5 separate regions of the Mus musculus genome follow, and all the other regions are linked to region 1. The links are chromatin contacts, called in public promoter capture Hi-C maps. All regions are on one chromosome and are shown on one strand. Each heading gives the region's core, a stretch centred on a gene start, on an enhancer-like site or on the middle of the called end of the contact. The rest is flanking DNA. Distances are from core to core; before and after follow the strand shown.

Region 1 (5,412 bases), core at 1,932-4,431:
TTTTCAGAATGCAGAAGCTTCATAGATGTTGGACTGGGCACGGAGTGTGCCTCAAAAGAAGGCATGCTCCAGAGAGTGTCAGGGAGTGAGTCTGACCTCTTTCACTCACCCAGTGATGAAATGGACAGCATCATCTTCCCAAAGGTACTGGATGAACCTTCTCCTCGTCTTTGACCAGCAACTCTCCTAGTTTGATCTGGCCTCACTTTACCCCTCTTTTACTGTGACTTTTTTTTCCCCTTGGGCTCGATGTCATATATGACTCTAGCTAGTGAGTTGTGATCCAGGTAGGCCATGTATTCTGACTTCAGAGTGACTTCAGGGGCCTTATTTTGCCTTACCTACTTTTTTGCTTTGTTCCTCTGTTCTCTTTCTAAGCTGCAACAGACAACCTAGCTAGATCACTCACAGAGGCACACAAGTGTTCCGTTTAAAGACGGGAAGTCAGTATTGCCAGGGCTTAAAAAAGGGCATTGGCCACATTTATTAGATTTATTTTCTGAAAAATCATAGCTGGTTACATGAGTTTAAGCTTGCATTAAAGTCAAAAGGCGTGGGAGTTCCTTTAGAATGAGCTAAGTCAGATGACAGTGAACACCCTTCAGTGGTTAGGAAAGGACCACAGCTCAGACCATATGATGTCATATACATAAACTAACCATAGAGTCATTCTGATTAATGTGTGGATGCCTGAAACTTACAGCTAAGCCTGATGACGTCATCTTTCTTCCAGACTGCTTAATTGGGACTTTCTAGGTCTATGGTAGAGAACTTGACCTTTTTCTCTAGTGAAGAGCTAGGGAAGATGGAGGTTGGGAGCTTGGGTTTGTTTCTGTTTTCAGCAGATGCCTTCCCCACAGCACGGAGGGCAGGTCATACTGTACTCAGTTACATGCCACAAGTGCTTTTCCTAATAGTAAGGACCAAAGGGGCAAAGCTGTGGTAGCAGCTATGAAGAAGTGCCTTGCTTGTTTCATAACTTTGAAGCCATGCTGAGAGCAGCTTTGTTAGTGGGTGATTCAGCTATCCAAACCAGTGAGTGTGTTACTCCCGTGTCTTAACTGATATGGTATAGAAATATTATCATAATATTCAAGAATTCTTGCTTTGTCCCTCAGCGCCCATCTTCCATTTGCCCCTTTCTAACGCTCTCTGCCCTCTTCCTTTGGCAGTCTTCTGAAGGACCTTGGAAAGATTATGGCGAAACCTTGGGATTTCTGTCTTGTCACTTGCTGGCTATGCACGGTGTCACATGCCTGTGACCCAGCACTCAGGAGGCTAGGGTAGAAGGACTGTGAGCTGGATGTAGAAATTCAGCCAAGTCTCACAGGATTGAAGAAGGGAAGATTTGCCTTTAAAGCTATATAGGAAGAGAAAAACCAATGTTTTTTTTGTTTTACCTGCCTGCCTTCCTCGCTCTTTCCCTTCCTTCTGTTCCTAAACCCATCACAAATGCATTTTTTAAATTACACTTTTAGGAGGGATATGGGCCTCACTGCTCATGGAGAAGTCAGGTTAAAGATTCTAGCCCTAAAGTTAGCTCATAATGCCTGGAGCTGCATAATAAATAGTTTTAAAATTATCAAGCAATTATGTGTGCTTGTCTAACTAATAGTAAAAAGATTTTTTAGATTTATTTTTATGTTTAAGTATGTGTCTGGGGGTGCGCATGGAGGCAGAAGCAGGCGTTGAGTCCCTTAGAGCTGGCATTACATATTGTATAAGCTACCAACATTCATTCTGAGAAATGGACTTAGGTTCTTAGGAAGAGCAACAGACATTCTTAACTAACTGCTGAGCCGTCTCTCCAGCTTAACTTCTGTTTTTTAAGTTGAATAATTTTCCTTCAGGAAATACTTGCTTGCCTATCTCTTAGATATATAGCATGTGAACAGTTTGTTACTGGTATTACACCCTCTCTGTGCAGAAGAAAATTTATAAAAAGGACCTTTGCTAGATACTGCACATTTTTTCCCAGGGAGAATAGACAACAACTGTTTTTAAAGCTGAAGCCTGTAACTCAGACAAACTTCCACCTACATTGTAAACTCTTCAGTGCTTTAGAGAAAAGCCAGGCAGGGTGAATGAACTTTCACCTCCTCATGAGTGCGTGGGAATGTCCAGATGGCCTGGGACCAGGTCAGGGTGGGGGTGGGGATGACCAAGAGTCCTTGGAATAACTGAGTTTCCTAGTGTTGATAAAATTAAAGCCTACTTAATAATATTGACAAGTCACTCATTCACCTGAATATTTCTATATATGTTTATCTCATTTCATAAGTCCAGCAACCAGATTTTTTTTTTTTTTTTGTCCCTCATACCATACAAGTAACAGAGGTTTTGATTGGTGTGCTGGCTACTTTTATGTCAACTTGATCCAGACTAGAGTCATTTGAATAGAGAAGATTAGCATGGCCCCTGCAGAAGGATTTGTGAAGTGTTCCATATTTTTCCAGGGTGGGAGTGGGGGAGCGCCCTCTTAGAGGAAAGGGGGGGGGAGGGATGGGATAGAAGGGTTCCAGAGTGGCTAAGACAATTCTTCATTTTCTTGATTGGTGATTGATGGGGTAGGGCCCAGCTCACTGTAGGTGGGGCCACTCCTGGGCTGGCAATCCTTGGTGTAAGAAGGCAGTCTGAGCAAGCCGTGTTGAGCAGAGCCTGTAGGCCTCTTCCATGGCCTCTGTATCTGCTCCTGTCTCTGGGTCCCTGCCCTGTTTTGAGTTCCCACCTTGACTTCTCTCAGTGTTGGACTGTCATACAGATATAGAGTAAAATAAAGTCTTTTCTCCCCAAGTTCCTTTCGGTCATGATATTCTATCAAAGCAATAGAAACCCTAAGACAACTGGTAAACAATTTTGTGTAAAATAACTGAGTGACTGAGAAAAACTAAGATTTGCATCGAGGCCTGACTCTTAACATCTCTTCCCTATCTTGTTGCTTTACTTTCAGTTTCTTCAGCATGGCTCTAAAAACCAGCTGGTAGACAGACCCTCGATTCTGCTTTCCTAAAGTCATTCTTACAGTGTGTGCTGTGCAGCGTCAGTTACTTGGTGTCTTCCCAGGGCCTTAAGTTCTTCTCTTTCAGTCTTCTGGGGTTTGGAGGGAATCTTTAGGCGAGCCATTGCCACATGCTTTCCTGTGAACTGTGAGTGGTGCGTTAGCTCACTTCCTGTAGCCATGGATTTATCTTTAGCCCTTCCGAGGTCTCAGTAACAACACGAGCCTCCTGGGAAATGTGACTCTTTGGTGAGTGTTGAGGGCTTTATGTTTATTCTTACAAATATTTGCCTGTTCCTAGGGTCATTTTTAGATCAGCAGCATAAATTTATACTTTGTTTTTAAACTGAGATGAAATCCTGCAATTCTTTTTGGAACTATCTGAGAAAGAAAGTATGTAATCATAAAATAATAACTGATTCAGGACTTAAGATTCTTAGGTAGAATACATAAAAACATAACATGACTTGGGGCATGTCGTGAGTGTTTAAAATATTAGTTGTTTTTCAAGGCAGTAGTATGTCTTATGTATAATATAAATAATAAATACTAGCTGAATAAATGAAAGGCTATTTATTGGCAGTATTAAACATGATTCCTTTAGCTATAGTAACTGTATAAAATTTGTGGTAGTTTTGTCTTTGTTGTGTTTAGCAATATAGTGTTTATCTTTCTATAGATACAGATATAGATAGTATAACTTTCTAAGAGAACTAAACAGGTATTTCCCCCTAAATACTGTTATAAAAGTACAGGAAAAAAAAAAGGACTGTTGAATTTTGCACAGAGCACCCATCCATTTATCTTCCAGCCGCCATCATTTTTATTATGTTTACTTACTACATAAGTGTGTTCTCTTTACCCCATCTTCCTAAACTTGATGATAGATTTCAAAACAAATTACAGATATTTCCGTACACAGGTGTAAATTCTTAGAATCAGTATTCTTCTAAGGTTGATGAATTTGAGGGAGACACACTATATATAAATATATGTATAACTTGTGTATATAAACCCTAAAAATTCATTTGTTTCTGGTTTTTCAAGACAGAGCCATTTTGTGTAGCCTATACTAGAATCTGCTCTGTAGACAAGTCTGTCTTAGAACTCACAGAGATTCACCTGCTTCCTCCGCCTCTAGTTGCTAGAAGTGCTGGAATTAAAGGCATGCACTGCCACTGTCTGGCTTTGGTTGATGGTTGGTTGGTTGGTTGGTTAGTCAGTCGGCTTTTTAAGGCAGGGTTTTTCTGGGTAGACCAGACTGTTCTGGAACTTGTTCTGTAGACAAGGCTGACCTCAAAATCTGCCTTCTTCTACCTTCCGAGTGCTCAAATTAACCACGCGCACCACCACCACCTAGCTTGGTCGTTTTTGATAAACACACCCACTACCTTTGTAACCTGGAGCTGCATGAACACATAGGCTATATAAGTATAACCATGGAAAGTCTCTTTACAAGGCATCCCTTCTCAATGACCAACCCATCAGAAGGAACAAAAAATATTCCCCATCAAAGATTTTTCTCTGATTGAGATTCTCATATAAATGGCATATATAATGTCACATAGATGGCATATAAATCTGAAGAATAGTGTTTCTCCTTTACAGCCCTGGGAGTGAGGTTTGGAATTTGTAGTCATCCAAGAGACAAGCTGTCTCACAGACTGGCCGTGTGTCTCTCTCTCTCTCTCTCTCTCTCTCTCTCTCTCTCTCTCTCTCTCTCTCTCTCTCGTATTCTCACTAGTGATGTATGAGAATCTCAGTTATTCTACATCCTTAGTAACAAACAGTTGTTTCCACTGTTACTGTTTCTGGTATCCATGCAGTATTATCTCATTATGGTTTTGATTTGTATTTCCTGACAACTAGTGATATTAAACAGATTTTCACTTGTCCATTGGCAACTCGTGTGTCTTCCTGTATAGAGCATCTGTTCATATCTTTGCCCATTAAAATAATTGGGTTATTTGTTGCTACCGAGGAGTGGATGATATATATCCTGGATACTGTTCCTTTATTAGATCCATGATTTGCAAACACCTTCTCTTATACCATTTGCCTATTCATTTATGTAAAAATGTCTTGGTTAGCTAAGATTTCTAATTTGATGAAGTATAATTTAATAGATTCTTACTCAGCTTACTGCTTTGTGTGTCCTTCCCAGTTGCTTCTCTGCTCCCTGTCTTCATGTTTTGCTTTAAAGATTTGTAATTTGGGGCTTTTATTTTCAAGATTAAGACATCTCTCAGTATTATATTTCTTTTTTTCTTTTGGCATTCAATATTTTTATTAAACCAATACATTTTTAATTTTATTTTAATTAGGTATTTTCTTCATTTACATTTCCAATTCTACCCCAAAAGTCCCCCATACCCTCCCCTCCCCCCCACTCCCCTACCCACCCACTCCCACTT
Region 2 (5,568 bases), core at 2,661-5,160, 210 kb before region 1:
TTTCTGTGAAGAATTGAATCCAGAATCTGATAGAAGAGAAAGTAGGGCAATAGTCTTGAACTATTTGCACAGAGGAGGCATATCTGAGTGGGACACTAGTAACACAGGCAGTAAGACCAATTATTAATGAATGGGACCTCATGAAGTGAAAAACTTCTGTATGGTCAAGGATCATATAGTTTCCATAATTTTGGCAAAGCAGCAGCCTATAGAATGGGAAAAGATCTTTGCCAAGATTATCAGATTATCAGAGAATTAGTATCTAAAATATATGAAGAAAAAAAATGAACATCAAGAAAACAAATAGTTCAGCCCAAAAGTGCAGTACAGAACTAAGCAGAGAGCTCTCAAAAGGTGAAACCCAGTGGTTGAGAAACCCTTAAAGATATGTTCAAGGGCTGGAGAGATGGCTCAGTGGTTAAGAGCACTGACTGCTCTTCCAAAGGTCCTGAGTTCAAATCCCAGCAACCACATGATGGCTCACAACCATCCCTAATGAGATCTGACACCCTCTTCTGGTGCATCTGAAGACAGCTACAGTGTACTTAGATATAATAATAAATAAAGCTAAAAAAATATGTTCAACATCCTTAGCCATCAGGGAAATGCAAATCAAAACTACTTTAAGATTTCATTTTACAGCAGTCAGAATGGCCAAGATCAATAAAAGAATGCACATGTTGCTAAGGGTGCAGGGAAAGGGGAACACTTACTTATAGCTGGTGGGAACGCAAACTTGTCTAGCCACTATGGAAATCAGTAGGAAGCTGGAAGTCAATCTACCTCAAGATCCACCTATATCAATCTTGGATATATATATATACCCAAAGGGTTCTACATCCTACTATAGAGATACTAGCTCATCCATGTTCATGGCCACTCTATTCATAATAGCCTGAAACTTGGAAACAGCCTAGATGTCCACCAACTGATGGATAATGTGATAAATTTATACAGTGGAGTATTTTTCAGCTATTACAATCAATCATGGAATTTATGAGTAAATGGATAGAGCTAGAAAAAAAAAACTACCCTGAGTGCAGTACCATAGATTCCCAAAGACAGATATTTTAAGTTTTGTCTTATATGTAGGGGCAATATAATATATTGTTATGGAAAGATAATGGGGAAACTAGGAGGATTAAATTGAGATGAGAATAGGAGAGAAGTGTAAGAAAGGGACTGTGTGGAGGGACAAGTACTACTTTTGAAAAGCCAATGTGGAAACCTACTGTAGAAGCTTCCTAAAATACATGAACATAGGAAAGGCATCTAAAAGGAACCACTAAATAACAGGGAGACAACTGGACATCATATGCCACTCCTTAAAGCCTCCAGTGCCAGGAATGGGCGATATCTTGTTGCGTTGTTGGCCACAGGGGCCCTAATAGAAACCTTCAAGTATCACAGGCTGTTTCTACTCCCCATAACCTGATGGTAAAGGCCGGTTGCTGAAGATAACAGCTGCGTGTGTCATCACACATGGAAGGGTTGAGCTGGTGACTAACTAGAAGCTTCCCCTTTACTGACTAGCTGCCATGCTACTGGAAGCTACTCTGCAAGGTACTGGAGTAGAAAAAGTAATCATTGATGTTATCCAGCAACAAAATTTGTGACTTAGAACAATGACCTGACGACATGACATATTAGTTGAATAGTGGCACCAATGTTATGGGAGTAACCAACCACTTTGTGATTCCATGAAATGAAACCCAAACCTACATTGACTACTAAAGTGGCTAAGAACTTGAAACTTGATAGGTCCTGGGTCTAGGGGAAACCTATTATTCTTCTTCTGCTAAAGGAACATAGCAATATAACGATTCTTAGTGTCATATGGCTATACTCATAAGGGCCTTGCTCAATCCACATCAGAGAAGCTTCGTGTAGTGGATGGGAATTAACATAGAGACCAAAAAGTGCACAACATATAGAGTGGGACAGACATTGGAGCATTAGTCCTAGACGGGACCTTCTAACCAACCCCCTGCCCTCAAGGGTCAGGAAGGAGTGAGGAAGAGGAGGCAGAAAGACTGTAAGAGACAGAGGTGATGGATGACTACAAGAAACAGTGACTACCAGACACAATAGGACTGATATGCATATGAACTCATGCAGTGTTGGCACACAAAAGATTTGCAAAGGTTCAAGCCAGGAGTCCCAGCATCTAGAGGGAGGAAGGGGTCATAGGCTCCCAGCCTCTAAGCAAGAAGATATATACAATCAATATGCCCTGGCAAAGGGATAATCCGTTTTCTCCAATGCACTCTCACTGGTTTTATCAATCACACTTCAGGGCAGGCCTCATGTTCCAGTTATTGGCCAACACAAAATGGACTCAGTGGTATTTTTGTGGACTTTTTGTTTCATTGTGCTGTGTTTTGGCTTTCTTTTTCTTTTTGGACTTGATCCTGGATTTGATTGTTTGATTTCCATTTTTGTGTTTCGTACTTTTTGCTTTTGTTTTATGAAGGAAGAAGAAAAGAAAAAACATGAAGTTGGATGAGTAGGGAGGTGGGGAGGATCTGAGAGGAACTGGAGAGTGGGAAAACAAGATCAAAACATGTTATATGAAGCATCTTTTCAATTAAAATAATTTTAAAAAGGGAAAGTGACATTTAACAACAGAAAATGCCTGGTACAATCACCAGGCACTGATAATACTTTCTGTTAAATATTTTCATGATGGTAGTGACCTTGTCTGGATTAAAACTTCCCAAATGACAGTGACTTCCATTCTTGCAGTTTTTGGCAGGTCCATATCTTGTATTACTATTTTTTTTAAACTGACTTTGAAATTATATGAAGTTAATCTTTTCATATAATTCTTTGAACATTTTCTTCATTCATATAATATACTTTGGCCACATTCTCCCAACCCATCCCTCTCAACTTCTTATTCTCCTTCTGCTCTTTAAAAAAACTTATGATCCACTGTGTTCAACTTGTACTGTCCATAGCTGTGTGGGTGCTGGGTCATCTACTGGGAGATGGTTGGCCAGAGGGAGTCCAATACTTAAAGGAAACTGTCCCCCAATGGGGTATTTATCTTAGGGGTACAGCCACATAATATTTTCATATTAATATGTTTTGATCACCTAAATAAAAATGCAAGGCCAGTACTCGCAGAGATTCCATTCTGTTCCTTCCCAGTCAATACCCTTCTCCTCCTAGGAAACTACCTTTCTTACTTCGACCACAATAAATATTAAACTGCACAGAAAACCTCACATTTCTTGCGTAATATTCATAATCCCCGGCTCCCCCCCCCCCCAACTTTCTATTGACCGAAAAAATAACATGTCAAAATAGTTTGGCATTATAGGCATGTTTTCCCTTAATAACACATTACAATATGTAACTATCAAAAAGAAGTTTCTTTTTGTACCAATTAATGTAGTATCTTGGGTCACCATTGGAACATGTCCATACTTGGTTTCTCCGAAGCAACTAGATGGTTTCTGAAGTCCATAGCAACTCAAAGGCAATGATTTTGTGGTGATCGAATAGCTCAAAGTCACTGTGACAATCTTCACCCATCCAACATACTTGAGTACTTTGTGCCGCTCCACCTTGGACTCTTAAGAAGACTCTATTGAGTCTTAGCGTCAACGTGTGGTAAGTGCTCCGACTTAGGTAAGCACCAGGCGCACAGAGGAAGGGTGGCTTCCGGTGATGGGGCGGATAGGAGAAGGTGGGTGGGCATTTCCCCAGCAGCTGCTGCCAGCCACCCGACTTTGATCACTTTGCCGCCTGGCAGCAGTGGCGGTCAACCTCATCGTTCCTTAGCAACCAGAGCCAACTGCCAAGAAGCCTTCCTATTGGGCTCACAGAACATGATGGGTAGTCTAATTGTCCAATAGAAACTTTTAGGCTTGGCTCGTTGCACCGCCCACCCCGGGCCGCAGGCGGCGCATGCGCGGGTGGGCAGGTCTGTGTGCAGGGCGGTCGCAGAGCCGGAGCTGCTGCTGCTAAGCTCTTGGGCTCGGTTGAGACCGCCGTGCTTGCTCCTTGCTCCAGCCGTCACCGCCGCCGCCGAGGGAGCGGCCGCCTATTGTCCTTCTCCGCGGCCAAGGCGCGGAGCTGCTCCGGCTCGGCCCGCGGGGGAGCCCGGGGAGCCGCACGGTGAGAGCGCAACTTAGTTGAGGGAGTTGAGGGAAGTTTGGGCGTCTGAGGAGGGGGCGCGCGCGCAGCCGCCCCTCCCCCTCGGCTGCTCTCGGCCGCGCGCGCGAGCTGCGGGACGCGGGGACGCGCGGGCGCGACGCGGGTGGCGGACCCTTCTTAGCATCGGCAGCCAGGGGTGGATAGCGCGGCCGCCGATCCCGGCCTCCTCGGACCCACGTTCCTCTGCTGCCCGCTTCTGTGGCGCCGGCTGCGGCTCTCCTCTGAGGGACGGCTGCTCGGTGGGGCGCGCCGCTCGAACAGAGAGTGCGGCTCCGGGAACGAGCAGCTCCCCGGGGCAGTCAAGCCGGGTAAACACTGCGCGCCCCGGCCACCTTTGGGGGCTTTCTCCCGAGATGGGGAGGGGGGCGCGGTGGGCGCCCCGGGAACGGTGGCGCATTCGACTCCTCTGCCCCTCGAGCTCTAGTGCAAGCACTTTGAGAACTAGCGAATCACTGCTTTTCGTAAATAGGCTCGCTGACACTTAACTGGGGTGCGAGACGCACCCTCAGTTTATTTCTCGCTAAGAAAGTGTCTGTCTTTCGGCTGAAAATATTGGCTAACTCTAAGTGTCTAGACTCTACTGTGAACTCAGGAGTTCACAATGAAAATGGATTGAGCAATCTCTGAGTGTTTCAGTCTTTGCTTTTCCCCTTCATAATGAAGTTATTTTGAGAGTTCATTGCGTTGAGCAGATTTACAAAGTGATGTGCCTTTTTGTCTGTCTGTCTGTCTGTCTGTTTTTTGTTACTACCCTCATGATTTCCCGAAGTCACTTACTCATTTAAACCCCCACCCCCCAAACTTTTGGATTGCCCGGGTCAGGAGGAGCGCTCCAGTTCTTGAACGTGCATTCATTGTCTGTAAAGAAGTTCCTATCAGTCGAGATGACTCTGAGATAAACCAGTGTGTCACTTTGTACACCATCATCTCTTGGGAATCATTCCGCTGCATTTCGTTGACTAGACTTGCGCTGTAATGGTAATTCAGTTTTAGCTCCCAAGAGAGAACCCTATCATTCATACTGAAACACAATGCCTCCCCCCCACCCCCCTCCCCCCGTCACTTCATGTTAATTTTAGTTGTATTTCTTTGACATTTGTTAAACTTAAATTTTTCTTTGAAGGCTACTGCTCATGGCATTTTGCTTTTTTTTTCTATGTGAATAACATGGACAAGTGGTGTGTGGGGTTTTCTGTTTTGTTTTTGGCTTTTCTTTGTATGAAACCCAGCTTCGTTTACCTGATGAAACCAAGGAAAAATATTCTGAAGGCACAGGGATTCAGGACTCACAGTCTTTGTGCTTAATTTTCCTTTCTGGGGTGGGTGTGGTGAGCAAAGGAGGTGGACAGAAGTTGGGAGTTATTGGTTAGTTACATAATATAAACAAATACTGCAAAATCGGGT
Region 3 (5,327 bases), core at 1,531-4,030, 160 kb before region 1:
CTTGACCTGGAGTTACGTATGTTTATGAGCTGTCATGTGGGTGATAGTTTTGAACCTGGGTCCTCTGAAAAAAGCAACTAGTGCTGTTAATTGCCAAGCCACATTTACAGCTCCTTGTTTCATTTCTTAACATCCAGCACAACATTGAATCAGATCAGCTCACTTCTTGATTTGGTAACTTTGTGAAAAGGACACTGTCTATTAGCAAACTATGACTCATTCATATTCATATTCTCTCTCTCTCCACCCTCCAGTCTCTCTGTCTCTGTCTCTCTCTCTCTGTATGTGTTTGTATTTGTATACATACTTTAAGATAGATTTCTGTCATTTGCATGTTTTGTCAACACAGGATCATGTTTATCCATATTAAATATCAGCTTGGTATATATTGTGGCTTCTTTATATCTTGGTACACATTCATTTCATATTCATTTGGACTTTCCTGTGTTTCTGGATCTTCAGTGTTTTGTCTTTTACTTCCTTTTCTTTCTTTTTTTTTTTTTTAAATCCTGGACTTTGGGTATGATAGGCAAGTATTCTACTACTGAATTATCTTTTGAAGATAATAGTATTGCCAGATAACTGCATATCGTTTCCTCCTTTTGTCTTACTGACTGCCCTAGTTTCTTCTGTTCCTGTGATAAAAAACAATGACAACCGTAAACCAGTGGGAGGGGGTATTTGACTCACAGTCCACCATGGCAGGCAGGGAGCAGAGTGGGTGAATGCCTACTGCTGCAGCTCCTTTTCCTTCACAGTACAGGGCCTAGCCAGGGAATTGTGTCAGCCATAGTGAGGACTCTGTCTGAAGAGTATCTCACCACCACCACCACCACCACCACCACCACCACCACCACCACCACCACCACCTCCAGGGAGTTGTAGATTCTGTCAAGTTGACAACACTAATTACATTTTATTTTCTTATAGTAGATAGGACCCCTACTCGGGGCCCTCCCTGCACATGGTAAGCAAGTGCTGCCCACAGAGCTTCACGTTCTGGTCATTCTGTCATTAGATTTCTCGAATCATTGTTCAGCATATTCCTTCCTAAGAAGTGGACAAAGGCTGGGTGAAGTGGTGCACACAGTTAATCTCAGCACTGGCAGAGGCAGGGGGATCTCTGTGAGAGCCAGGATAGCCAGAGCTACATAAAGAAACCCTGTTTCAAAAACAGAACAAACCAAAAAGAATTGGATAGAGTTAAGGTGAAGAAATTTCTGCTGCTTGTAGAGAATACTTGTTTCTTGTAGGTGTCAATTCATATTGCTCCTTTAAATAGTTGTTGTTGTTGTTGTTGTTTTCTTTAGACAGGGCATCATTATGTAGCTCTGGCTGGACTGGTGTCACTTTATAGAGAGTGTCATTTTGCTTTTTATTTTAGTTAGATAAAGCTTAGAAAGGACTGTTAAATCAGTCTTCATTGCTTGTGAAAAGCATTATAGGGTTAAAGATGGAAATACTGGATTGGAAACATATCCTTCTTGGCTCACATTGTTTTCCTAATTTTCTAGAAGAGTCTAATCACTTCCCCATGTGTCAACTCAGATTGAGAAAAGAGTCATTACATTTTCTAACCATCTGCTGGTAACGTTTTCATCATTTATACATCCCATAAGTAAAGTCAGAGGTGTGCAATCCGTTTAGTTGCTTGGATGTATGCAGTTGGCATTTTATGTAAGCTTACTGTGTTGGATTGGAAATGACAGTTAATAGACTGTTGGTGATTAAAAACTAACCCTAGCCACTCCTTTATTGGGATACCCATAAGGACCTACAGTGCATAACCACTGCTCTTAGTTCCAGTGTACAGCTCATATTGGCAGCTTTCTTCTCCACTATGAACCTCCTCAACTTATGCTAAATTATTAATCTGAGTTCTTGTTGAGCTTATAAATGTCCATGTGGTTATGAATCTGCAGATTCTATTCCACAGCCCACTGAGAACTAACAATAAAAACCTGTCATTGTGTGTATCATTGTGTGTTAGACACTGGGCATTCTGGTAACAGTTTCTTGTTTTCTCCTCCATGACAACAAGGACGTGATCATGTGATCCCTCTTCTGTTGTCTGGGCATCTGATGCTTAGAAAGGTTAAAGAAATAATCCCTTACCTTATATGTCTGCATTTTTTATTTTTATTAGCTTTTGAAAATATACATGAGGTTCTAATTTAGGTGTGTTTATCTCCAAAATGAGTTTATTCTTCTTTGTGGTAGTTTATTCTTTTCTTTTCTTTTTCTTTTTGAAGTAGGAGTTTGAACTCGCAGTAATCCTCTTGCCTCAGGATCCTGAGTGTGCTGGGCTGTGGCCTGTTTACTGTGCTATTGTGCCAAGTGCTTTGGAAAGTAAGAACTGTGAAGAATGCTGGACTTGGTTGCATGTCTGGGGCTTGGGAGGCAGACAGCAAGAGGAAGGAGAATCTCTCTGACTTGCAGGCCAGCCTGGACTACATACACAGTGACACTGTCTCAAAAATGAACAGACAAACCAGTAAATATAAAGCAATAAAATTGGCCTGGAAGAACCTTATAAAAATAAAGGCAGAGGAAACCAACAGTAGTTACCTTAGCAGACTGCCTTTCTTTCGGGAGGCATAGGCTTGTTCTATCAGCAGTGTACAGAGAGGAGGAATTGTAGAAGTCGATGGAGGTCTGTCGTCTTACCACCACCATGGCTTGTGTCTGATTGTAGCTCTTAACTCTTCAGAGAGGTCTGTATGCCACTGAACTTGGACACAGCTGTTGCTTCAGGCCCATTGCACACATCTGTTTTCTGGTAATAAACACATGATTTGCTTTTATTTTAGGCTATTGGTGTGCTATGGCCTTTTTCCTTTTATAGAACTGTATCTCTTGGTGGAGGATCAGTTTGAGTTTGACGACATTATTTAATTGTAACAAGTGCTTTGTTTAAAGTTTCTAAGCCAAAGCTCCATGAAAAGAGATAGGAGTAGGAACATGTCTTGTTTAGAAGTAAGACCCCTTTACGGGGTGAGGCATATAATTGCCTTAAGCAGTTTTAAGGAAACTAAACATCTCTTTAACAAATATATCACTTCTTGATTTTTTTTAATTTCGGGTGTGTTGGCGGGGTGGTGGTGAGGAGTATGGTGGAGAGGAGTTGTGAATGAGTGAGTACATGTGCCTGCAGAAGACAAAAGAGGGCATCAGATCCCCTCAAGCTGGAGTTATGGCTATGAGCTGCCTGGTGTGGGTCCTGAGAACTGAACCTGGGTCTTCTAGAAGAGCGGAAAGTGCTCTTAACTACTGAGCCATCTTGCCAGCCCCTCATTTATCTTGATTTTTAGTAATAGATGCTTATTTGGAGCATTTATGAAGAATTATATTATGGAGAATTTAACTCACGGAAGCTTCATGACATGAAATGGAAAAATAAAATTACCCATAATTGTACCTTGAGTCATCGAGTATAGTCTTTCTCTTTTATTTTCTTCTTTACCTTGTAGCATGGAGTGATACATGCCTACATTAGACTTCTGGTCGCTTTAAGTGTAATTATTGTATACATTATTAAGTCTCTTTTGCAGTTTTAATTGACATACTAAAGCAATCTTAGGCATTCTCCAAGTGAAATACAGATTAGTATCTTTTTAACATTTTGAATACCATTCTTACAATTCCTATTTAAAATTGTGATTTTTAGAATATCTTGTATGTACTAACTAGAATTATATTACCTTGAATATTTTGAATAGTTGGTCACTTTCAGGACTGTTAGACTTTCTTCACCAAACTATTAAATTTAAGAATTTTGTATAATTCCACCTCCCTTCTTTCTTTTTCTTTTTCCTTTTTTTCCTTTCTTTTCAGACAAGGTTCCTCACTATGTATTTCTGGATGTCCTGGAACTCACTATGTAGACCAGACTTGTCTTTGAACTGACAGAGATCTGATTGCCTCTGCCTCCCAGGTGCTGGGATTAAAGGCATGTCCTACTATGCCCAGCTTTAGATTTTTTTTTCCTTAAAATCTTTTGTATATTATTTAACAGTTTAAAACTTACATCATCATCGGGAGCCATTTTTTGTTGTTGTTGTATTGCCAGAATGCTTTAATGCTTTATATCATAACCAGTCTTGTTCCTCCAACCTTCCTGGCTTCCTTCTAATTAATTCTTGTCACAGGTTCTAGCAGCTCATGCCTTTAATCAAAACACTCAGGAAACTGAGACAGGACAGGAACTTGGCTTATAAACCAGAGCCATCCTGAATTAGAGAGTTCTAGGCTTTTCTGGGCTGTAGAGTGATAGTGTAGATGATTGCTGATGTGTTAGTGCTGTCAGAACCTGTGTTCTAATGGACTTCCTGTGAGCTTCAGATCCATGTGTCCATTTCTCTTTTCTTCACTGCCAACAGCTGTTATTCTTGACTATAGCAAAGGCATCTCAAAAGTGGCGTCCCTAGAATCAACTCTATATTCATCTCAAGTTATTGGCTCAATGTTTTCTTCCTTCTAGTGCTGTCAGTAATCTAAACCAAGGTGAAACGCTTGGTAAATGCCTGCGATTTCACCTTTGAAGCTGCAAGTGCTAACTCTGATCTTTTTCAAAGCCTTTTCAGGTTTATCCTCCCCTTTGTCCCTGTTTGCACTGGCCATATTTAGGCATACAGCCTTTTATAATTTACTGAGATAGTTTCAGTAGTACCTCCCAGCTTCTAGTCACAAGCTTGTCCTTTTATGTCCATTACCATATATCACAGGCAGAAATCATTTTCTCGGACATACATGTCATGGCTGCTGTCCTGCTTAGACTGTTTGTTGATGGCTGGCTATTGTACCTAGAGTTCAAGAAGCCTAGACTCCTCACCAGTAAACTGTTACTCTTTTCCCTTTCTGAACCTGTCTGTCCCTCATACTCACCAGTTCTGTGCTAACAAAACTCCTAGCGGTGTTTCTGAGATTTTCTATGGGACTTTATGTACATAAGCATTGGCACATGCAGTCTTTCTGTCTGCCGAGTGCAGTGTCTCCCACATAGCTTGCCCACCATTTTAACCAACATTGTAATCAGTTCTTAAGCAGCTGAAGTTAATTTGTGTGATGCTGTCGTCATGAGCCCTGTCACCCATATGCTGACACACTTTATTTGCTTCAATCATTGGGCCTTTTACGATACTTTAGATAACAGAATACCCACACTCTCTCCCTTGCCACAGCCAATGTCCATGATCTTATACTTAGAACTACCTTACTTAGCATGGTCTGAGGGAAGGTGCAGAGAAGGTGACAGTTAAGGACCTTGAAATGGGGAGGCTGTTTTGGATTATCCAGGGGTTGGATCTGGTCCTGGGCTGGATAAGGAG
Region 4 (5,562 bases), core at 1,670-4,169, 230 kb after region 1:
TGACACAGAGACTGGTTTCACCCAGAATCTTGGGGCTATGACTGTCGGGCTCAGGGCTGGCCCTGAATGTTGCAGCATGTCCTAGTGCGACTGTGGGTTAGGAGGGCTTGCACTGAAGTTCAAGTGTAGAACATCATGTTTTCGTGAATAGATCTGAGCCAGGGGTCATCTCAGCTGGATTAAGACAAATGAGAATTGGCTACACAGGCAGAGTGTTCAACAGGGACATCAGTGTGGCACAGAGTCACTATGCCAGTGGCCCTGTTGGACTTTCTAGATGCCTTCTTTGTCCTTCCTCTCTGCTTTTCTCATTGCTACGACAAAAATATCTGACAAAAGAAACTTAAGGAAGAAAGATTTTTCAAAAGTTATTTTTGGATCTTTTAAAGTTCAAGAATCATCACGATTTTCATTTTTATTAATATTTGTTAGTTAAAAAATGGGTTTACCACAGCATCTTCCCTTCCCCCTTCTGTTTTTCTTCCTTTCCATTTTACCCATTTCTTACTATCCCTCTCCTCCTCTTGTCTCTTTCCCTCTATCTTCTTTTCTAATGATACAGCTTCCAAATGCAGGAAGTAAACAAAATTAAAGAGAAAGATAGTTAAGCACACACCTAGATTGGAGTATTTTTTTTTCTTTTTACCACCCCATTTTCTTTGTAATTGGTATATCAGCTAGCTGGGAATATCAAGAAGGCTACAGAAATCATGAACACTATCAACTGCCTGTATTTCACAGAAATTTATAGGACATCGAATCCAGACTCGAGTACATATCCTTTTCAAACATACCTGGTGCTTTGCAAGCTGAATGTATGCAAGGTTTCAGTGCAAGCTGAGTGTAGTGGGTTTGAAATAAGTCATTCACGCTGTCCAGCCTGCCTGTCACAGCCCCAGAGAATATTTCTTATAATTTATTTATGTCTGACTTGGGAACAAAGGGTGGCAGGGATAGGGTGGGGGAGGGTAAATTGGTCTGATCCTCTAATTCCCCAGCTCAGACTTTTTCTGGTCCCTCAGCATCTGACAAGACTGTTAACAATTCATAAAGGGATCTATCATGTTGAGACTTAGTATTAGATGTTAGAATTTATGAAAGGAACACGCTGAATTAGCCAATGTCCAGCCGAACTGACGAACTGTAAGTGCAGCTTGGTAAAGCCTATGAAGGTTACAGTTGATGACAAGGTCTATCTCACCTAGAGCTGTGCTTGTCTGCCCCAAGCCCTAGCCACCTTCTTATTTTTCTGTGCTTTAAGAATATTGGTAATTATGTCAGATCTTCATCAGCTGACTGTGAGCAATGCCTTGGCTGTTTTAATAATGAAACTAGTCACCGTGATTGATGTCATGGAAGTGGATCAGTGAATCTACTGCAAATGAGCAGACTAGTTCCTTGCATCTGAACATCACAGTTGGCCTTATTTTTCCTCTAAATTTCTCTTTCTCCAGCTAACCTCCTATCACCCCGAGCAAATGCCGCAGTTACTATGTGAAGGTGTTACCATGGAAGAACATACGTAGAAAGATTATCTCCTGTTCAGTATTCATAGAGTTTAGAATGGTGGGATGCTTGGTAGGGACCACAGGGCGGGTCCTAATTTCCCGAGTAGTTGGCCAACACAAACTAACTCCATGGTTTAAAAGAAGAGAGAAGAAAGCTTGAAGTTAGGTGAGTGGAGAGTGAGGATGGAGAGGGAAGATCTGGGGGTGGTGGAGCAGAGACGGGGGATCTAGGAGGAGCTGAAGGTGGTGGTGGAGATTATGATCGGAATATATAGTATAATATTCTGCTTTCTAGTTCCACCCATTTCCATGGAAATAACATAATTTTATTTTAGTTTTACACCTGAGAAAATTCTGTTGTGTATAAAATTACATGTATGAAACTTTCAAATCATTAATTAAAAGTGGTATTTAAAAATAAAATAAAATGGTGGGAAAAAGAAAAAAGATATTGATGTGTTTATAAAAAGATAAAGAGGCATAAGAATATGTTCTATGGGGGTGCGGTGCGGGGGAAGGAGTGCCTTAGTGGGCCCATGCCGAGGCATCCCTTCCCCCTGAGGGACCAGCCACATGACAGTATAGTATAGAATAGTTTATTCAGGGCATGGGGAGTGGGAGTTAAGAGGGTAGTAGAGGCAGAGAATGGCAGAGAGAGGGAGAGAGTATGGAAGTAGAGGCTGGCCATGACCACATGGAGAGAGGGGAGAAGGGAATGGGGAGAGAGAGGAATCAAGAGAGCAAGAGGCAAGAGAGAGAGGCAAGAGAGAAAGGAGGGGGCAAGCAGCCCATTTTATAGTGGGTCAGACCTACCTGGCTGTTGCCAGGTAACTGTGGGGTGCAGTTTGGACAGAATGCTAACATATATATTTGAGATAGTGAGAGAGATGATTTATTATACATGAGTTACACTATGAGAGAAGACAACTAGTCTGCAATGCTGCAGGTCCAGGGCAGAGGGCCAATGGGGACTGTTTGGATTGTAAGGAAGTCAGACTCTCAGATGGTCTTGGTGAGGAGATGGTGAAGTCCCAGGCCCACTGAGACTTATTACCGACATCAGCATACTGTCCACCAACTTGGACCAGCACCCTGGCCTTCAGCATCCCTTACTGCTGCTCCTTTAGCCTTCTTGAGTATACAAGCTAATTTCCTTGCACTTCTGCCTCATCTTTCTTCTCTTGCCTTTCATTCCCCACTCCACCCTCACGGAGCAGGGGTTTCAGGCCAAGAGCTATATAGATATAGTTTCTTCTGCAGAAAGCTTTGGAGTTTTCCCATGGTGTGTGCAAGGTGATTCCCAAGAGAATGAGCCCAGCTGTTCAGCTCTCAGAATCTTCTGTTACAGATGCATTATCTCCCATTTGCCTTGTAGTTGATTCTTTGTCACTGCAGGGCATTAGTGTCTAAGCAGCACTTGTCTCCCGTGCCCTTTAGAAGCTTGACTTTGAGTCATTTGCAATAGCTGTGACGTATGACCCCCAGGTTCAGGGGATACTTAAACATACGCACACAATTGATATCACAGTGGCCAAAGTCCTGTAAGTGGTGTTTGCACTGCTTTTCCATCCGGACACTTTGGTACTGTACAGGTCCTTGAAGGTCATATCAAAACAAACCTTCAATAAAGCGGCCTTTATAGAGCTCCTTTCTGGAGCTCAGGGCCAAGAGCTTTGTTCAGATTGATAAGGTCGATTCTTCTCCTTTTGTTCAGGAGCAAACAAAGACCCAGTGAATGTCAACGATCATCCAAATGGAAAGTCGTGGAAGAACCTTTTGTACCACATTGCCACACTGTCTCAAGTGATCAAAAAAGGGAGTTTACGGCCTGTGGATTACACACTCAGTTCCTTGACCTTTCATTAGTTATGAGTCGTCAGCTCCCCTCTGGCACCTCTCGCTGGCACAGTGTTCCGAGGTGTGAGATAAGAATGTGAGGTCCCTTCACGCTGCTTGTTCACGGTCAGTGGGAATGTGACCAGTTCCTCTCTTAGGGACACAGGGTGCCTTATTCAGCTCTTGAGCTCATAGTGCTTGGGCAACCACCTTCTTTGTTCTTCTGTTTACTGGTTCCTAAGTGCACAGAGCAAAGGCCCTGAGGTGCAGAGGACCTGACTCAGTGGCTCAACACAAAGGAGGAGGGGAATCAGGTGAAAGTTCAGAGTGGTGCCCTTCCATGACTTCAGCCTTTAATTATTATTATTATTTTTTACTTTATTTTTATTTTATCTTCAATTAAAAAAATGTACCGAGATGACTTTCATTCTTACTGGTGATTTCAAAATGTCACTGTCTATCTTCCACTTTAATCTCTAATTTTATCTTTCTTCCTAAAGAAAACACAAGCCAACAGAAGGAGCACTTCCTCTTTCTTGCCTACTTCATGCTCCCTCAAATGTCACTGTTTCTCCACCCACTCTTGCCCCATCTCTGTAGTCAAAGGGAAAGATGCTCCCATCCATCCCACATGTATTAGGGTCTAGGCAGGAAACCGAGTTCATCTGGGAAATACAAGAATTCATTCAGACGACCTGAAAGATTAAAAAGAAATTTAAAATCGATTTTTTATATAATATGTTCTGATTACAGTGACCCCTCCCTCTTCTTCCAGTCCCTCCTTACCTCCCTCCCCATCCATATCTACCCCCTTTCTGTCTTTCCATAGAAAACAAACAGACATCTAAGGAATAATAAAACAAAGCAGAATACAATAAAATAAATAACAGACCAACAAATTGGAATAACAAGACAACCAAACAAACACAAAAGAAGAAAGCAAAGAAAAAACTTCAGAAATGCCTAGACACAGAAACACACACATTACACTAACAAGAATCCTATAAAAGCTTCAAACCAGAAGTCATAATATATATGCAAAGTACCTGTTAGATGGGGGTGGGGGTGGGGGAAGCCCTGACAACAAGATGAGATAAAGAACCTCCTAAAATGGCACTGAGTTTGTTTTGTGTTGGCCATCTACTGATGGGCATGGGGCCTGCCCTTAAGATTGCTTTCCCTAGGGAGATGCCCTAACTAATTTTTCATTTGCAAGTACTTATCAACTGAAGATGGCTTCTTGGTTAGGCATGGTGGCTCGTGTCCCCTTTTCCTCTCAGCTCTAGGGCCCCACCTGGTGCAGACCCATGCAGTCTCGTGCATGCTGCCTCAGTCTCTGTAAGTTCATATGTGTACCAATTCTATTGTGTCTAGACAGTCTTGAGTCCCTGGAGTCCTCCATCCTCTCTGGCCTTTACTTTCTTTCATCTTCCTCTTCCATAGGGTTCCCTGAGCCTTGAGGGGAGAGATTTGATGGAGACAGTCCATTTAGAGATCAATGTTCCAAGGTCTCTCACGCTCTGCATAATGTTTGCTTGTGGGTCTCTGTATTTGTTGCCATCTGCAGCAGGAGGAAGCATCTCTGATGATGGATGAGCAAGGAACTGATCTACGAGTATAACAGAATGTCATTACAAGTCATTTCTTCCCTATGCTCCTTTAGTAGAGCAGTAGTATTTGATTTCCCCCTAGGTCCCCAGCCTATTGAGTTTCAGGATCTCCATCACCCAAGCAGCACTGGGCATGGATTCCATTTTATTGATATTGGTTGGCTATTCTTACAAGCTTTGTGACGTTATTGCACAAGCATATCTTGCAGGCAGGTCATCATAGTAGATTGAAGAGCATTTACCTTTCTCCTTTGGTGGCATGTAGAGAGTATCCTGGCTCCCCTCACCTTCCCTCTCCTCCATACTCACCCCCCCTTATAAAAGAGTAGGCCCCCTAGGGATATCAACCCAACATGACCTGACGAGTTACAATAAAACTAGTCACAAGTCCTCATATCAAGGCTGGGCGAGGTAAGTTAGTAGGAGGAAAGGGTCCCAAAAGCAAGCAGAAGAGTCAGAGACAGCCCCTGCTCTCCCTGTTAGGAGTTTCACAAGAACATCCTCCAACACAACCATACCACATATGAGGACCTAGGTCAGACCCATACAGGTTTCATGATTTTTGATTCAGTCTCTGAGTCCCTATGAATCCTGGTTATTTGACTCTG
Region 5 (5,301 bases), core at 814-3,313, 190 kb before region 1:
CTCCATCAGACCCTCTGAGTAAAAGTTCATTTTCCAGTTTGTATGTATTGTTAAACATCTGGTATAGCAATGACACCTTTCCTCTGCTCCATGAGGGAGGTCTCTGCCTTCCTCCCATATTTCCATATTCCTAAAGCACTGAACTAATTGGTCCTCTAACATAGGGCTTCTTAAGCTTTTCCCACTTGTAACCCCTTTTTACCAGAGACGTTTACATGATCTTGAGTATATATAGATATATAAAATAGGCATACAGATTAAACACTTTCAGGAAATACATCATAAAGAAATTAATTTTTAAATAAAATTTATTTTATCACTTCTTAGAAATGGAACAAACAAACAGTATACAATAAAATCATGGCTGAATATTTGATAATGCAGGACTTGGCATCTTCAGTATTTTTAAAATTAATTGTTGGTTTGATTTTATAATCAGTGCTGAGAATACTACTCTGCATAAATATAATGCAAAATGGCAGAGGTATATATAGTCTCTGTTCTTCAATATTAAGCAGTTATGCTTCATTTAAAACATTTGTTGTTTGCATAGTTTGTTTGTGTGTGAGAGAGTGTATGATTGAGTGTGTGTGTGTGTGTGTGTGTGTGTGTGTGTGTGTGTGCTTTGCATGTCATGGAGAGCATGTGGAGGGCAGAGTACAACTTCATGCTCTGTCTCTCCTTCCATCTTGGTGTGTGTTCCAGTGACTGAACTCAAGTCCCTGTGCTTTCCCGGCAGCAGCCTTTACCTGCTGAGGCAGCTCTGGCTGTTTATGTCTCTTTATGAACAGAAAGTATTGTATGAAAACACAAAGGATCATAACAGATAATAATCTCTAATCTGAGCTGAGGTCTCAGGCAGCCATTGGTTGATGTTAGGTAGTGTGACAGCAACACTGTGTGCACACACACTGTGTGCTTATAATGAAGTGCAGCGCAGTGCACGCACTGTGTGCTCATAATGAAGTGCAGCAAAGTGAGCACACACTTCATAATGAAGGCCGCAGTGAGGAATGATGCAACATGGATAAGTGTTCGCAGAAACGCCTCAGCTTCATTATGCATTTGAGTTTTTAAATTAAAGTTGTTGTTGCATGTTCAGAAGCTTTAGACTCCTGCCAAATTATTATTATTCTTTTTCAAAATCCTTCCTCCTCAATTTAGTTTCATGATCCCATGTGGAGCCTAACCCACAGTTTTAAGAAGCTGGGCCTGGGGGGCCTGGAGAGTTGGCTTATTGCTTAAGAGCAGCGGGAGCTCTTGCAAAGGACTCAGGTTCGTTTCCCAGCATCTGCTTGTCAGCTCACAGCCACCTGTTAACTCGAGTTCCAGGGACTCTGTTGCCACCTTCTGACCTCCATGGATGCTGCATGCATATACATAAACATGTATCCACATAAACAATTTTTAAAAAGGAAAAGGCCTTAAAGTAAGAAGGGCTTAATGATCCTCATTCCTTCTCTGTATAAATCAAGGTAAGGCTTTTGAGAGAACTGGTATCAGATGGTAGAGGATGGTAAGTTTTCTTGTAGGCGATATATAAAATTCTGTATATATCACAAAAGATATTTAAAATAAGATTGGCTAAAAACTGATCATCAGGTTGAAAAATAGTTATACAAATAAAAAAAATGAAAATGAGACATATCTGCAAAGTAATGACTTGTTCCATGTTATTTGAAGGTCTTTGAAAAAGAGGCTCTGAAGATATTTGGAAGGATGACTGCCTTTGGGGAGTAAGCGTTCACTCACTTAAAAGGACCTTGAACAAGCTAAATGTTTCATTACAAAATTTCCAATCTTGACTGTTGTCTTAGTTTGCTTTTCCGTTGCTGTGATAAATAAAACTGACCAGAAAGCACTCTGGGAGGAAAGACTTTATTTCATCTTCCATCTTTCAGTCTGTTGTCAAGTGAAGCCAGGGCAGAACTGAAGCATGGCTGTGGAGGAGCGCTGCTGGACTGGTTTGTCTTCCTTGACTTGCTCAGCTTACTTGCTTATACAGCCCAGGACTACGCACCCAAGGGCGGCTCTGCCCACAATGGACTAGACCTTCCCAGGTCAATCATTAATAAAACGTCCACAAAGGGCCCATAGTCCAATCTAATGGGGGCAGTTTCTTAGTTGTACTCTCTTCCCAGGTGAATCTAGCTTGTGTCAAATTGACAGAAACTAACCAGAATAGCTCTTAAGTGCTTTACAACTCTGTATGTTATCAACATGTCTAAAAAGGTTTTGTGTCATTTTAATCACCACTAACAGGCTTTTCTTTTAATTGGTGTAAATGTGAAGTGTTACCGTAGCATGCATGAGTCCTTGAATTATTAGCCAGTAGGCAGTGGAAGGGCAGAAATAGTGCTTGTTCTGGGGGTAGGTAGATGACAGCAACTTAGTCATTTCCTATAAATGTATGATTGGGCCTTTCTATCAAAGATCATTTAAAAGAAAATGGGCAAAAATCTAAGTGTATGTGCAGAATCTCTTAAATAGTGAAGTTAGCATAGCTTATGGATAGTTTTATGGATTCTTTGGGCGTAGAGGAGTATGCTTTCTTCATAGCAAAAACCTGGGATAATTTATGAAGAGGCTCACCATTTTGGAAAGTATAGCCCATGATGGATTGGCCCTGGGGTGTTGGATCATTATAAACCAAATGTGCTTACATTGCTGGAAGGAAAAGAGCAGAGGAAGAGACTGAGTCTTAATCTCTTTCCGAGGCAAGCCCCTGTGGTGTGAGGACCTTAGTGTAGGTTCTACTTCCTCCCAATAGTGCCACCAACCCCTTTGACATATAGGCCTTTGGGAGACAGTGCACACACGGACTTACTGGCCCGGTTGTACCTGTTTTAGATGCATTTTCACATTTGATCTTAGACAAAAAGAAGTGGGGATATCAGAAATGCGGAAGAAACTCTTAGTAGTTCTCAGTGCCACTCCGAGAAACTTGGTGGAAGATGGTGTGTGATGGTTATTTAGAAACACAGCTTATATTTCTTCCCCCCCCCCCCCCACAGGGTTTCTCTGTATAGCCCTGGCTGTCCTGGAACTCACGTTGTAGACCAGGCTGGCCTCGAACTCAGAAATCCACCTGCCTCTGCCTCCCGATAAAGGTGTGCATCACCACGCCCGGCTATTTCATTCTTTATAATCCTAAGTATAGAGAGGCAATAGCCACCAAGTGATGTTTAAATCATGCTGCACTGTGACTGATGTTTCAGATTGGATCTTCTCTCTCTCTCATAAACATCTCTGAATTTTATTCCTTTTTGAAAGTGTGAGAATATTTCTAGAGGGGTTTAAGTAAGGCAGGGTTTGAGTAGGGAAGACCCAGTCTAAATGTGCTGTTATCCCATCAGCTTGGGTCTTGGTCTGAAGAAAAGGAGGGGACACTGCTGTTTTCTCCCAGTTCAGGATAGTCAACACAGATGACCAGCTGCCTGTTGCCCCTGTCCCATGCCTTCCTTGAATAATGACCTGCACCCTTGGACTTGAACTAATTACCCCCTCCCAACTTTTTGTTTGCTTTGAAGATGGTCTCATTGTGTGGCCCAGCTGGCTTGCAACTGAGAGATCTGCCTTCCTTTGCCTCCAGAATGTTAGTATTAAAGATGTGGACTACCATTGGCCCTTTCCCCTCTTAACTGCTTGTTGACAGGAGACTTGATTGCAGCAGTGAGGAAACTAACAAATCCATCTGAACACTGATTTTGGCGTGTAGGAATTAGACTCTTTACTTTCCTTTGTCTTCAGTGCTCTGCTTTCATTAGCATATGGACAATAGTTACTGGAACTGTGGAGTTTTCAGAAGCTTACAGTATTCTGTCTCAACTGAAAATTTGGTAGAGAACCAGGGGTTATGGTGCACATCTTTGATCCCAGTGTTCCTATAGGCAGAGGCAGGCAGATCTGAGTTGGAGGCTGTCTTAGGGCTTTACTGCTGTGAACAAATACTGTGACCAAGGCAACTCTTAAAAGGACAACATTTAATTAGGGCTAGCTTACAGGTTCAGAGGTTCAGTCCATTATCATCAAGGTGGGAAACATGGCAGCATCCAGGAAGGCATGGTTCAGGAGGAGCTGAGAGTTCTACATCTTCATCTGAAAGCTGCTAGCAGAATATTGGCTTCCAGGCAGCTAGGATGAGGGTATTAAAACCCACACCCACAGTTGACACACCTATTCCAGCAGACCACACCTCCAAATAGTGCCACTCCCTGGGCCAAGAATATATAAACCATCACAGAGGCCACTCTAAGTCTACCTAGAGTCCCAGGTTAGTCAGGGTTGCAAAGTGAGACCCCAAAAGAACCTCACCCCTACCCACCCACCCCACAAAACCTTGACAAGAGTGGTTTAATGACAGGGGTGTGAGTAACATGCAAACATACTTAATCCTTTATATAAGGTCTGTAGCAGAGGAAGGGAGGATCTTGAGTGTGAGGCAGTCTGAGTGAGCAATATATTGAGAACGTATCAAAACTGAAACAAAAACAAAAAATAAAACAAACCTGGGTGGAACCATTGGCGTTGTCTGGTCACATCTGTTAATTTCCTGATGAAGGAACCTGTGGGTCAAAGAGTTAAGATTGGTAAGAGTAAGTGCAGTATAGTCAGACATGCAACTTGATGTCCCAGGAGGGTGTGGTCCCGAAGGGGAGCTTCCCCTTCTCTGAGGATTTGTGAGGGTAGGGCTGTGAAGAAAGGAGGGGAGGTGGTGGTGGTGGCTGTGTTCAGGATGTAAAGTGAATAAATAAATAATTTTAAAAAACCCTCAGTAGAAGCAATTGTGAATAGCTATATTTGGGCCCAGATAACCAGTTATGCAAGTATAAAGAAAAGTATAGGTTTTAAGTAAGGTACAAGTTGACTGACCATAGTCTTGTTTTAATTGAGAGTATCATGGCTGACACAGTTGTTGAATTAATCTTGAATTATAGTAAAAAAAAGTATCATGTATAAAAAACCAGACACTTGTGGTTAATTAGAAGAGCACACTAGAAGCTTTGGTGTATTCATGTGGATCTATTTTCAGGGGACTATTGACAGAATATAGCTTACTTTCTCATTTCCACTCCTAAGGAACTACACCCTGGTCCACTCATTGCAATTGTTGATCATAACTATCAACAATCTTAAATCTGGAGTTTTGTTTGTTTTCCTTAATGTGCATTTTTTCCCGTCTTATCAAACTAAGATGGCAATTGTTTCCACCCTTTACTTTGCTACAGGCTCAGTGAAGTCATGGGCTCTCATATCTAAAGCTGGGAATGCTGAAAGGTGCTTGTCACAGTGTCTGGAAGT

What was found. Promoter capture Hi-C pulls out the DNA fragments that hold promoters and counts their contacts.
Region 2: a contact with region 1 is called in a promoter capture Hi-C map of liver. The contact joins the promoter of Akap13 here to the enhancer-like site in region 1. A contact is called at or near these places in 7 of 39 promoter capture datasets (3T3-L1-derived adipocytes, the C10 cell line, the HPC-7 cell line and 3 more), 1 of 15 datasets of contacts at CTCF or cohesin (the NIH/3T3 cell line), 2 of 484 Hi-C or Micro-C datasets (B cells and peritoneal macrophages), 6 of 115 datasets of contacts at active chromatin or transcription factors (the 230-238 cell line, CD8 T cells, bone marrow-derived macrophages and 3 more) and 2 of 9 other capture datasets (adipose tissue and liver).
Region 3: a promoter capture Hi-C map of liver shows a contact between it and region 1, with 1.9 times the contacts expected there. The contact joins two enhancer-like sites. A contact is called at or near these places in 10 of 39 promoter capture datasets (the C10 cell line, the HPC-7 cell line, cranial neural crest and 6 more) and 1 of 115 datasets of contacts at active chromatin or transcription factors (memory CD8 T cells).
Region 4: a promoter capture Hi-C map of embryonic stem cells shows a contact between it and region 1, with 4 times the contacts expected there. The contact joins two enhancer-like sites. A contact is called at or near these places in 3 of 39 promoter capture datasets (the C10 cell line, embryonic stem cells and stem cell-derived epiblast-like cells), 1 of 484 Hi-C or Micro-C datasets (bone marrow-derived macrophages) and 3 of 115 datasets of contacts at active chromatin or transcription factors (CD8 T cells, effector CD8 T cells and microglia).
Region 5: a promoter capture Hi-C map of liver shows a contact between it and region 1, with 2.3 times the contacts expected there. The contact joins two enhancer-like sites. A contact is called at or near these places in 7 of 39 promoter capture datasets (3T3-L1-derived adipocytes, the C10 cell line, cranial neural crest and 3 more), 1 of 484 Hi-C or Micro-C datasets (nephron progenitors) and 3 of 115 datasets of contacts at active chromatin or transcription factors (effector CD8 T cells, large pre-B cells and regulatory T cells).

The regions. Positions count from the first base shown.
Region 1 is chr7:75,666,505-75,671,916 of GRCm38.p6, forward strand. It overlaps Akap13 (A kinase (PRKA) anchor protein 13), which reads left to right. Exons shown (of 37, transcript NM_029332.1): 10 at 8-144. Among named protein-coding and RNA genes, the nearest start is that of AU020206, 110 kb to the right of the region's middle. Within about 2 kb of position 3,182, at least 106 of the 459 cell types and tissues checked have an H3K27ac peak or open chromatin away from gene starts, as enhancers often do. A contact at or near this core is called in the 230-238 cell line, CD8 T cells, adipose tissue and 7 more, where this site is marked.
Region 2 is chr7:75,451,624-75,457,191 of GRCm38.p6, forward strand. It overlaps Akap13 (A kinase (PRKA) anchor protein 13), which reads left to right and starts at 3,911. Exons shown (of 37, transcript NM_029332.1): 1 at 3,911-4,125.
Region 3 is chr7:75,504,106-75,509,432 of GRCm38.p6, forward strand. All of the region lies in intron 1 of Akap13 (A kinase (PRKA) anchor protein 13), which reads left to right. Among named protein-coding and RNA genes, the nearest start is that of Akap13, 51 kb to the left of the region's middle. Within about 2 kb of position 2,781, at least 8 of the 459 cell types and tissues checked have an H3K27ac peak or open chromatin away from gene starts, as enhancers often do.
Region 4 is chr7:75,896,277-75,901,838 of GRCm38.p6, forward strand. No RefSeq gene overlaps it. Among named protein-coding and RNA genes, the nearest start is that of Klhl25, 51 kb to the left of the region's middle. Within about 2 kb of position 2,920, at least 29 of the 459 cell types and tissues checked have an H3K27ac peak or open chromatin away from gene starts, as enhancers often do. A contact at or near this core is called in bone marrow-derived macrophages and microglia, where this site is marked.
Region 5 is chr7:75,478,913-75,484,213 of GRCm38.p6, forward strand. The region is part of intron 1 of Akap13 (A kinase (PRKA) anchor protein 13); the gene reads left to right. Among named protein-coding and RNA genes, the nearest start is that of Akap13, 26 kb to the left of the region's middle. Within about 2 kb of position 2,064, at least 25 of the 459 cell types and tissues checked have an H3K27ac peak or open chromatin away from gene starts, as enhancers often do. A contact at or near this core is called in liver and regulatory T cells, where this site is marked.